Regions from separate parts of the Mus musculus genome. Here region 1 is linked to region 2. Evidence: chromatin contacts called from public Hi-C data. All regions are on one chromosome and are shown on one strand. The core of a region is the stretch at or near the end of the contact, and the rest is flanking DNA. Distances in the headings are between cores, read along the strand shown.

Region 1 (5,238 bases), core at 1,518-4,017, 59 kb after region 2:
TCTTCAGTTGTCTTTCACTGTAATGTATAACCCTGGCATCTTAGCAAATCCACCACAACCCACACAGGCTGCTTTTTTTTTTTTTTTTTGGTTTTTCGAGTCAGGGTTTCTCTGTGTAGCCCTGGCTGTCCTCGAACTCGGAAATCTGCCTGCCTCTGAGAGTGCACCACCACGCCAGGCTCAGGCTGCTCTGGCTGGGTAAGAAAGGAGTAGATCTGTGAGATGATAGACTCAGCCAAACGAGAGATTTATACATTGTTATTTTCGTAAGGCTGCTCTTCTTTTTTTTTTTTTTTTAAAGATTTATTTATTTATTATATGTAAGTACACTGTGACACTCCAGAAGAGGGAGTCAGATCTCGTTACCGATGGTTGTGAGCCACCATTGTGGTTGCTGGGATTTGAACTCCAGACCTTTGGAAGAGCAGTCGGGTGCTCTTACCCACTGAGCCATCTCACCAGCCCCCAAGGCTGCTCTTCTTAAACCTTACGAAAAATAACAATGTATAAATCTCTCGTTTGGCTGAGTCTATCATCTCACAGATCTACTCCTTCTGTACCCAGCCAGAACTCAAACAATCCATTTGCACAGACCATCACCATTCATCTCCACTGAGACTGTCCTTCCGGTTTACCTTAATTTCGTTCTGTATAGAGACCCAATCCAGCCTTCTTATCAACCTAGTACACACAAGCACCGAGTATATGTAAACTGCTGACACAACAAATGAATGGCTTCATATTTACTTATTCTTTTGGAGGCAGGGCCTCACTCACTATGTAGTTCTGGCTGACCAGGAACTCACTATGGAGAGGAGCTCTAGCCTTGAACTCGATCCTTCAGCCTCCGACGATCTTCAAGGCAAAGGTTGTCACCACCACACACAGTCCAAGTTTATGAGCACCTTGCTGAGCACCAGACAGCCGTCACCAACAGAAGCAAACGTCCTGAGCTGCCATGAACCAGGTGCTCTACTGCATGCTTTAAATGCATTAGTTATGTTAGACCCATGAGGCCAGAAGTTCTGTTTCCTTTTCAGCACTCAGACTGAAACAGTTTACTGAAAAAGTACAAAATCCAGGGGGTGAAGAGATGGCTCAGTGGTTAAGAGCCCTAACTGCCCTTCCCAAAGTCCTGAAATCAGACCACATGATGGCTCACAACCATCTGTAATAGGATCTGATGCCCTTTTCTGGTGTGTCTGAAGACAACTATACCATTCTTATTAAATAAATAAATCATTTTTCAAAAGGGAACAAAATCACAGAATCAGTGAACAGCAGAGGCAAGACTTACCTGTTCACTATGCTTTTCAAGAAAAGCAATGCAGCTCGTAAACCAGGGGCTTACCTTAAAAATCGGCGCACACCTTTAATCCCAGCACTCGGGAGGCAGAGGCAGGTGGATTTCTGAGTTCGAGGCTAGCCTGGTCTACAGAGTGAGTTCCAGGACAGCCAGGGTTATACTGAGAAACCCTGTCTCAAAAAACCAACCCCACCTCAAAAAAAATTCACAACACAGCTAAAGAAGGATGTCCAGGCCACTTGTCAATCATGGGGTGTGAACATGGCTGAAAGACAGGGAAGCCAGAGCCTCATGTTGACCTGTTTCCTGTTCTGCAGTGTTAAATGTTACCAAGCTTGTCCTGATCACCACTGTCTTCCAACAGCTGGTCACCACCTCTGCATGTCAGTCTGTTCACATGTATTACTACTATTTTATACTTGATTACTTATTACAAGCCTATTTCTGCTCTGTCCTATAAATATCTAAACAGTAGGGACCCTATTTTCAGCATATCTACAGGCTTGTCTTCATCTTTATCAAGCCTTGTTAATTTTAACTCTTACTCCAGGTTTGTGGTGCATAACAGGTAATCAACCCGTGAACCCTCTTCTTTGCTTTTAGTCTCCACCACAACCACTCCTAGGCCACACTCTCTAGGTACCTTGGTCAATGCCATTACCATGGTACTCTTTCCCACTCTCCAACTGGCTATGCTGCATATGGATATCCATTCTCTCACTTTCCTATTAAGAGTAACAAAGGCTTGCTATTACCTACAGAGTTTAGAATTGCTATGAAGGCTCCCTCATACCTAAGTCCATTCTTACTTCTGTCAGGTTCCATTACAATCCCCTAAAGTCTCAGTAACACTGAGCTATCATAATGCCCCTGCCAAAGACCAAACAAATTCATACTCTTCCTAAACTACCTTAGCCATTTACCACCTTCAGTGGTATTTTCCTCCAACTGTCTCTCAACTTCTTACTAATCTTAAAGGACTAGCACATACTATTTCCTTGATGTGTGTGTTTTCTTGAGTCAGAACTACCCCTCGGTTCCCCCATATATGATCTCAATCTTCATTCAAAACACTTAATCCAGAGGTTTTTGCATAATGACTGCTCTCTACCCTACCCCACTGTACTTTTTAAATATTAACCTGGATGTGTTTCCTGAATTTCTACTGCATTCAGAAAGCTGACGAGGAAGTGTAAGTAAGACAACCACGAAAAAGTATTGCTGCTCAGGCTATGAATGTAAGCCTGCAATGTATCACAAACACAGTAAGCTGATAGCATGCTGCTTACCTACATGCCCTTCTCTCTGCTCACACCTTCCTCTGTGAGCACAACCGACTGAAACTAGGAGGAAGAAACCCTTCAAACTTTGTTTCTGAAATCAGTGTCTATGTATACATATGCATGTGGGTTTGTGCACTTGAATCAGTGCCTGAGAAGGCCAGAAGAGGGTGCAGAAACCCATGGAACTGGAGTTACAAGGCCTTCCTGAGCTGCTGTCATGGGTGCTGGGACTGAAGTGGGGACCTCTACAAGGGCAGTAACTTAACTGCCTTAACTTAATCTTCATAGCTCCAGCCCCAGACCACCACAACCACTACCACCACTTCTTTCTCTTCCTCTTCTTTCCTTCCTCCTCCTCCTCTTTCTCCTCCTCTTCCTTCTTCTCCTATTTAATTTTATCAAAGCTAGACAGGAACCTTTCTTTTCTACTCTTCATAAAAAATAGTCTTTAAAGCCAGGTAGTGGCACACCTTTAGTCCCAGTGCTCAGTGCAGAAGCAGACAGATGTCTGTGAGTCTGAGGCTAGCCTGGTCTACAGAGTGAGTTCCAGGACAGCCCAAGGGTTGATAGAGAAACCTTGTCTTGAAAAACAAAACATAAAAAACAAAAACAAAAAGCCTTAAGTCCATAATAAGCTCAAAAGGAACACTTTGAGGGTATAACAGGCAGAAAAATTGAGGAATAGAACAAAGACTAAAAGATTTGCCAATTCTTCTAGAATCACTGTCAAATAGTGGTATCAATATTTTGTTCGAAGAGTTAAAAATATCATATGAATGAGTTATAACAAAAAATTTTCAAATGTTATTCTCTCTCACACTTTGAGTTAACAGTTTCTCTACTGCCTCTGTGTCTATCAGTATGCATAATTTAAAACTTGACTGAAATTCCTGAGCTGAAATTACATTCATAAAATAAAATTATTTTTAGAAACTTCTCACCAATCATAAAAACATAAAGTAAGGATAAACCCTTAATGTCTCCTAAACAATGGCCATGTACATAACACAATATTAGCCTTTTTTAATGAAATGTGTTCAAATTCTATTTTTAAATTTAAAAATTGACAGGTTACCGATCAGATAAATTGTCCTTATAAATTATGTTTATTTTTATGAATAAAAATTTAAATAAAAAACTAAATCAGATAATTACATATATTCTTTCATGCAATAAAACAAATTTCCTTTAAGCCTTATTTTCTAGGCAGGAAAAAAAAAGCCCATCATATCCAAGTCCTCACTTTCCTCAGCAGGCCAGGGACAATGAGAGGGCAGAATCCGAGCAGTGCCCTCACACACACCACACTCCACCAGATCCTCTATTCTTTGTCATCTGTCCAAAGAGGAAACAACACTAAACTTGTCCTTTCATTAGAAAACTTGTCAATGACAGTTTTCCTAGAAAACTGAGACCCTGGATTCAAATTTTACCTGTTCTGTTCTTAAATAAACACAGCTCAAAGAAAAGTCTACTTAAAGTAACATAAACAGATGAACATAAATCTCTTCAAGGAAATTGCAGAGTGGCGAGTGAACTAGTCTATTCACCGGGGTGCTGCAGCAGGATTGCTTCTCAAATGCATTGTTAGGCTGAAGATGCTACAGTTAAGAGGTACCTCTTATGTGCCATTTTAGAAATGGCAGAACTAGAGACAGAAAACCATTCATTTCTTCACACGTATCTAGCTTTGAAATATTCCCTACCCTTAAGTCAGTAGTATGCACCATTATTGGCATGATCAAAATGTAACGACGACACATTATTTTGTAAGAGGCAGTGACACACAAAAAAGATACCTGGAATTTAGAACTTACAAGCCAGACATCATTACAACAGTTAAACAAACAAACAACAAAACCCAGTAAGAAAAGGAAGTGTAAGGACAAAGTAATAACGCTGTGTGTGTGTGTGTGTGTGTGTGTGTGTGTGTGTGTGTGTGTGTGTGTGTGTGTAAAAATGTCACAATGGTTTGTAGACTTTATCAAAATGATTTTTAGAAGTGGAAAAAAAACAAAACAAAAACCCTGACAATACACAAAGACACAGATCAAGAGGAATTCTCACACTGTTGGTGGAAAGACGCATTAGTCAGACTACTTTGCAAAAGCTATCTCAGATTTCTCATAAAGCAAGTTACCTACAATTTGGCTATCTTGTTCCTGAATATTTACCCAAGTGAAAGGAAAACTTCCATTTACAGAAAACTTTGCACATATAAATGTTGATACTGGTTACATTTGTAATTGTGGAAGCTTACCCTTCAATTAGGGAGTGGGCTAGCATACTGGTTTGATCATCTATACCCTCAGCAATAAAAAGGACTGTTCTCCAAAACATGCAACAAGAATGAATCTTGAATTCATTATTCAGAGCAAATGCTGGCAGACTTAGAAGGCTACATATTATGATTTCATTTATACACCACTCTAGAAACGGCAAAGGTATAGGCAGAAAACCATCAGTGGTTGCCAGGCTAGACAGAAAGGGCTCTATACCAAGGAACAGAACGACGGACTGCACATATTTGTAAAACCTCACAGATCTCTGTACCAAAAGGGTTAAACATAGAAGGAAAAAGATGAGAAGTCCTGGCTATAAACAGATGAGAATGAAAAAATGTACAATTGTCACATCATAAATGACTGG
Region 2 (5,336 bases), core at 881-3,380:
TATGCAACTCGGGGACTCAGCAAGTTTATTATGGGTAGCAGAAGGAATAGGGGTTCAGAAGTCTCTATGGGAAGACTGGAGGGGAGCCATTTCAGGTTGTAGTCGCCCACGAGGAAGGAGCTGCCCTTGCTAGTTTTTGCACACACTGCCAACATTGGCACAGGAAGCCTTTGCCATTTCCCTGAACCTGACCCAGGGAAAGCTTTGCCACTGGGGCATCAGGGTCCTTGACACTGACGTGGCTGGACCCATGTCAACAATACTCATTTACTCAGGACTTCGTGGCTCCCCACAGGTGTTTGTTAGTCCAACCATGTTGACATTTAAAATGATCTACCGCAGGCAACAAGGGAGAGTTGCGTGTACCATAGGTGACAGTCATTTGTAACAAATCCTAAAAGTCCTTTGCGTGAAGGAGATAGATTATCTGACCAATTGGGAGTCTGGAGAAGTAGCCAGGCAGCATGAGGGTCACACTGGAGGTGGTAAGCTGAAGCTAGGGAGCTAGTTATAATTTCAGTGATACCTTTCCAAGGTGTGTGTCTGTGTGTCTGTCTGTATGCAATGGCTATGCGTACTGCAGGGGCCAAAGCCCTTGGAGCCCCTGGAACTAGTCATAAGTGGTTATGTAGCGGGCGGTGGTGGCGCACGCCTTTAATCCCAGCACTCTGGAGGCAGAGACAGGAGGATTTCTGAGTTCAAGGCCAGCCTGGTCTACAAAGTGAGTTCCAGGACTGCTAGGGCTACACAGAGAAACCCTGTCTCGAAAAACAAAACAAAACAAAACAACAAAAAAAAGTGGTTGTGTGCTGCTTGACATAGGTACTAGAAACTGAACTAAGGTTCTCTGGAAGAGCAAGCAGTAAGTTGAAGTTCTCTTAACTGCCGAGCCGTCTCTCCTGCCCTCTGTGACACTTTAATGCGGCATCTACACGTATGGACCATCACATGCTTTTGGTAGGTTGTCACCGGGCTTCAGTTTAACCTCTCTCAATGCTAGTTACTGTAGGGGTCTGCTGATGCAAACATTTGTTTTCTTGCAATAGGTTTCACTTTAGTTCAGGCTGGCCCAGACTTTAAGATGTTCTTGCTTCGGCTTCCCGAGTGCTGGGATTTCAGGCGTGCACTACTCTGCCGGACTCAGAGAATGTTTTTCATTTGTATTTTCTATCTGACCGAGCCCAGACGTTTCAGAGCCACCCTCCCCATCCTTCTCTGCCTACGATGTCTCTAGCAGTTCTTGTTTTGTTTTGTTTCTGAGACAGGGTTTCTCTGTGTAGCCTTGGCTTTCCTGGAACTCACTCCATAGACCAGGCTGGCCTAGACTCACAAGAGTTCCTCCTGCCTCTGCCCCGCACCACTAGGATGAAAGGCATGCACCACCACCTACAGGCCTTGTTTTGATCTTTTTATCCACACTTATTTGTTCTTTTTAAATTGGAAACTGCTTCTAAACAAGAGGGGGGGGGGGATAAGGTTTAGAAGTAGGAAGTATATATGTTAACTAACCATTTGTCGAACATATAGTGTGACATTAGAAATCAATGACTTTAGAATGGTAGAAGCAACAGCCAGGTGACTTGAGTATTTAGAGAATAGTGTAACTAAACATGCCATGGTCTCTGGGTGGGACGTTGAAAGTCAACCGTTCTGCGTAGGGGAACACATATCAGAGAGGACAGCTCATCCAAGTGCACGGATAGATTAGGGAATGAAGAATCATTTCCTACTGTATAGCTGGTAAAAGACATCACGTGGGCCATGTATTCCCAAAAAATATATGGGCAGAGGATTGCAAGGGTTGGAGGGGGTGGGGGTGGTGATGGGGGTGGGTCGTACACAATACATACAGGGATGCATCTCACAAGCAACGATGGTCATTTATTTCGTTATTTATTATACCCTTGCCTCTGTTCCATAGATCTAAGCAACCTGGGGGAGAAAAAAAAAAAAAAAAAAAAAAAAAGGCGGCGACACCTAGCAGCACGAAACCACGCCCTCTTACCCCCCCCCCCCGTCTCAGCCATGAAAAGCCCCGCCCTCCCGCGCACGCGCCTCAGCACGTTTCGCGGCCTCCGAACCAGCAGAGGGCGTAGAGAGCGCGCACCGCGCACGGCTGCTTCCGGGTCAAGGGTCAGACAGCCGCCTTTCCGTTTGCCATGGTGCAGCTCCGGCCCCGCTTGTCGCGTATTCCCGCGCCGGCTGAGGCGATGGTGGACGAGGACCAGGCGGCCTCGGAGGAGGAGGAGGCGGAGCACGGCCTGCTGCTCGCGCAGCCTAGCAGTGGCGCGGCCGCCGAGCCCCTGGACGAGGAGGAGGACGCGGACGACGAAGCCCCGGAGGAGCTGACTTTCGCCAGCGCCCAGGCGGAAGCCCGGGAGGAGGAGCTGCGCGTGCGCGCGAGTGCTCGCAGGTGCAGCGCCCGGGAATGTTGGCGCCTCGGGACTCCCCAGGCTCGGCCGGCGCTGACCCGACTCCTTTCCTTCCAGGGATAAAACGCTGTTGAAGGAGAAGAGGAAACGGCGCGAGGAGCTGTTCATCGAACAGAAGGTTGGACGCGGGACTTGTCGCTTATGTAAACTCGGCCGGGGCTAGAGTTCCCTTGCTAAAAGCTCCTTAAAGGATAGGGTACTGGAGAGGTGCAAGGGCCATTGGCGTTTCTTGGAGTCTGCCGTAATTCAAAGTAGGCGTGGAAGCACTGACACTCATCTATCCCTGACAGTAGGTCTTACAGGCTTCCAGAGGTGGTGAGGTTTGCTTGAGTTTTTAAAATTCTAGGCTGGAGCTAATGATTTCTTTTTTCGCACCCCAGAGATCTGATTTCGAGTGGCCATACCTAAATACCTTTCAGTTAGTAGCCGGGATACTTGAACGTTGAGCTACTTTGGGTAAAATGACAGGGAATGTATTGGGCTTTCTTTTCTTTTCTTTTTTTTTTTTTTTTTTTTTTTTTTCTTCCGAGACAGGGTTTCTCTGTATAGCCCTGGCTGTCCTGGAACTCACTTTGTAGACCAGGCTGGCCTCGAACTCAGAAATCCGCCTGCCTCTGCCTCCTGAGTGCTGGGATTAAAGGCGTGCGCCACCATGTCCGGCCTGTATTGGGCTTTCTAAATCCAGTCTTAATGTTGTCGGTTTAGAGGCAGCAGGGACGTATTCACAGATTGGCCCGAATTCAGGACTGTTCGAAATGAGTAACGTTAGAAGTTATCTCCAGGCATACCTGTACCTCACTTTAACTTGTCATCAAATGTCTTTATCCCCAAAGAAAAGAAAGCTGCTTCCAGATGCTGTATTAGAGCAGCTAACTACAGCTTCAGAGGCCGAGTAAGTATTGCAGTTTCTACGTGCATAAAGTCTGTAGACCCTAAGAAATTCTCCCCAAACTTAAAAGCTACACAGTGCTTTTGGAGTTCCTCAACTTTGTCTAGCAAGATAGATGGTAAGTAAGTGACTGAGAACATTTAGTGTTGCAGCAGGAACTTAAACCCAGACTTTCCTTTAGCTTGCTCTACCTGCCGCCACCCCTTTCTCTGTTCCTCATTTCGTTTAGCAGCCGTGTTGCCAGTGCTTCAAACCCAAAGCTTGAGTTTACGCCCTGCTGAATTCACTCCTTGGTACATTCTTTTTGTTTTTCTAGACAGGGTTTCAGTAGCCCTGACTGTCATGTAACTCTTGCTCTGTAGACCAGGCTGACCTCAAACACAGATTTGCCTGCCTCTGCCTCTTGGTGCTGGGATTAAAGGTGTGCACCACCACACCTGACCTTAGAACATTCTAACTTCTCAAGTCTTTTTTCTTTTAAATCAGAATAGTAGTTCCAAATTGTTGGTTACTTTCCATAATTATTCAGATCTTTAATCCATGAGGTATATAAGCAGATGTTTGTGCTTTTAGGTGAGGTCCTTCTCTTTCCTACCCGAGGTCAAGTGTGGACCCTTTCTTCTCGCTCCCTCCTCCATAACTTCCCATCTGTACAGGCCTCTGTGCTTTCTCTTCCAGGCAGTTTAGTCACTCCGTAGGTACCTGGAACTCATCCTTGGTCTCCAGGGTCCAAACTGTTGTCTAAATCTAGTTTCTCAATACTGTGAGACTAGCACCAGCCTTTACTTGATCTTTGGAATGCTAAGTTAACAGTTCTGAGTTTCTATTAACAGTGCTCAAATTTAAGTTCTGAGGACACTCCATACTAGTCAAATGACTGGGAGTTGTGGCAGCGCTGTGTGGCTCAGTGAGGAAAGATTAAGGGCAGGGGTCATGAAATCGAGAGAGGATCTTGGATACTTGTTTTGAGTACTCTCTATTGCCTGCCAGTCCCATCTTTCGTTTTTTTTTTTTTTCCTCCCGCAGCATAAAGAAATCACCAGAAAACGTAAAAGGTATGACTTGTCCTTGGTTAAGTAACTTCATGTAATGGTAAAGTGCACTTGCAGAAATTTTTGGTTATTTGTGGTCCTTAGGCCTGGCCAAAGTTGGCTTAAGCCTGTTTTCCACTATTTTCTTCAAAATAAAACCTGTACTCACATGATAGGTGGTCACCAAAGTGAGTAACTTCCATTAGGTGTTAATTTATATAAATACTACTTACAAAGTGGATCTTATTTTTTCAGTTAATTTGAAAAAGAAAAGTGAACAGCATGCAAAAGGAAGAAACTCCAAGAAAGTTAAAGTACAGAAAGTGCAGTCTGTCGGGTAATGAGTTTTGTTCCGTTTTCCCCGTGGGATGCAGTTTCCATGTAGTTGATAGTATTGGTTTACTTGTAGAAAAGTATCAGTTTTGATAGTAACAAAGTGAGATCATGTAGGCGTTAGGAGTCATAAAGTACAGTCCCTGCCTTGTTTCTGTGAGGCCCTGAGTTTGACACCACCCTAACCCCATCCACCTTAAGGACGGAAAAAGTTGGGTTAAGGATGTTGGCCAAGTGGTACAGTACGTACGTAGTGTATGGGAGCCACCTTGGGTTGACTGTCCCCAGCACCATACACTACAGAGTTATGCAGGAGAACAAGCATGTACCCTCTAATTTACGTTGACCTTTTGTATTAATCACCAGTCAGATTGAAAGCTACATGGCTGTAAGGCTTAAAGATGAAGATCTGAGAGATTCAAGGCAAGAGGCAGCCAAACACTTCATCCACAGTTGTTTATATGGTTCAGATTCCAAAAGGACTACTGGTAATTTTCTTATGGACTATGTCTGTCTCTCCCTTAGTTTCTCACAATGACAAAGCAGTGATGTGTGATTCTTCCCTTTAGTAAACAAGTTCCTGTCTCTGAACAACAAGAGGTCACCAGTGAAAAAGGCTGCAGCCCAGTTTCTGACTAGCACCTGGGGTAA

The links. Hi-C and Micro-C count contacts between places; a contact is called where the count stands out from the background.
Region 1: a contact with region 2 is called in a Hi-C map of CD8 T cells, with 1.9 times the contacts expected there. The contact joins the enhancer-like site here to the promoter of Nol7 in region 2. A contact is called at or near these places in 2 of 39 promoter capture datasets (liver and neutrophils), 2 of 15 datasets of contacts at CTCF or cohesin (CD8 T cells and the NIH/3T3 cell line), 14 of 484 Hi-C or Micro-C datasets (CD4 T cells, CD8 T cells, Th1 cells and 8 more), 5 of 115 datasets of contacts at active chromatin or transcription factors (CD8 T cells, effector CD8 T cells, embryonic fibroblasts and 1 more) and 3 of 9 other capture datasets (adipose tissue, liver and pancreatic islet).

Annotation. Positions count from the first base shown.
Region 1 is chr13:43,454,639-43,459,876 of GRCm38.p6, forward strand. The region is part of intron 2 of Ranbp9 (RAN binding protein 9); the gene reads right to left. Among named protein-coding and RNA genes, the nearest start is that of Ranbp9, 24 kb to the right of the region's middle. Within about 2 kb of position 2,768, at least 11 of the 459 cell types and tissues checked have an H3K27ac peak or open chromatin away from gene starts, as enhancers often do. A contact at or near this core is called in CD8 T cells and Th1 cells, where this site is marked.
Region 2 is chr13:43,396,246-43,401,581 of GRCm38.p6, forward strand. It overlaps Nol7 (nucleolar protein 7), which reads left to right and starts at 2,131. Exons shown (of 8, transcript NM_023554.2): 1 at 2,131-2,413; 2 at 2,490-2,550; 3 at 3,266-3,324; 4 at 4,348-4,376; 5 at 4,608-4,689; 6 at 5,052-5,173; 7 at 5,255-5,332. The coding sequence starts at 2,160.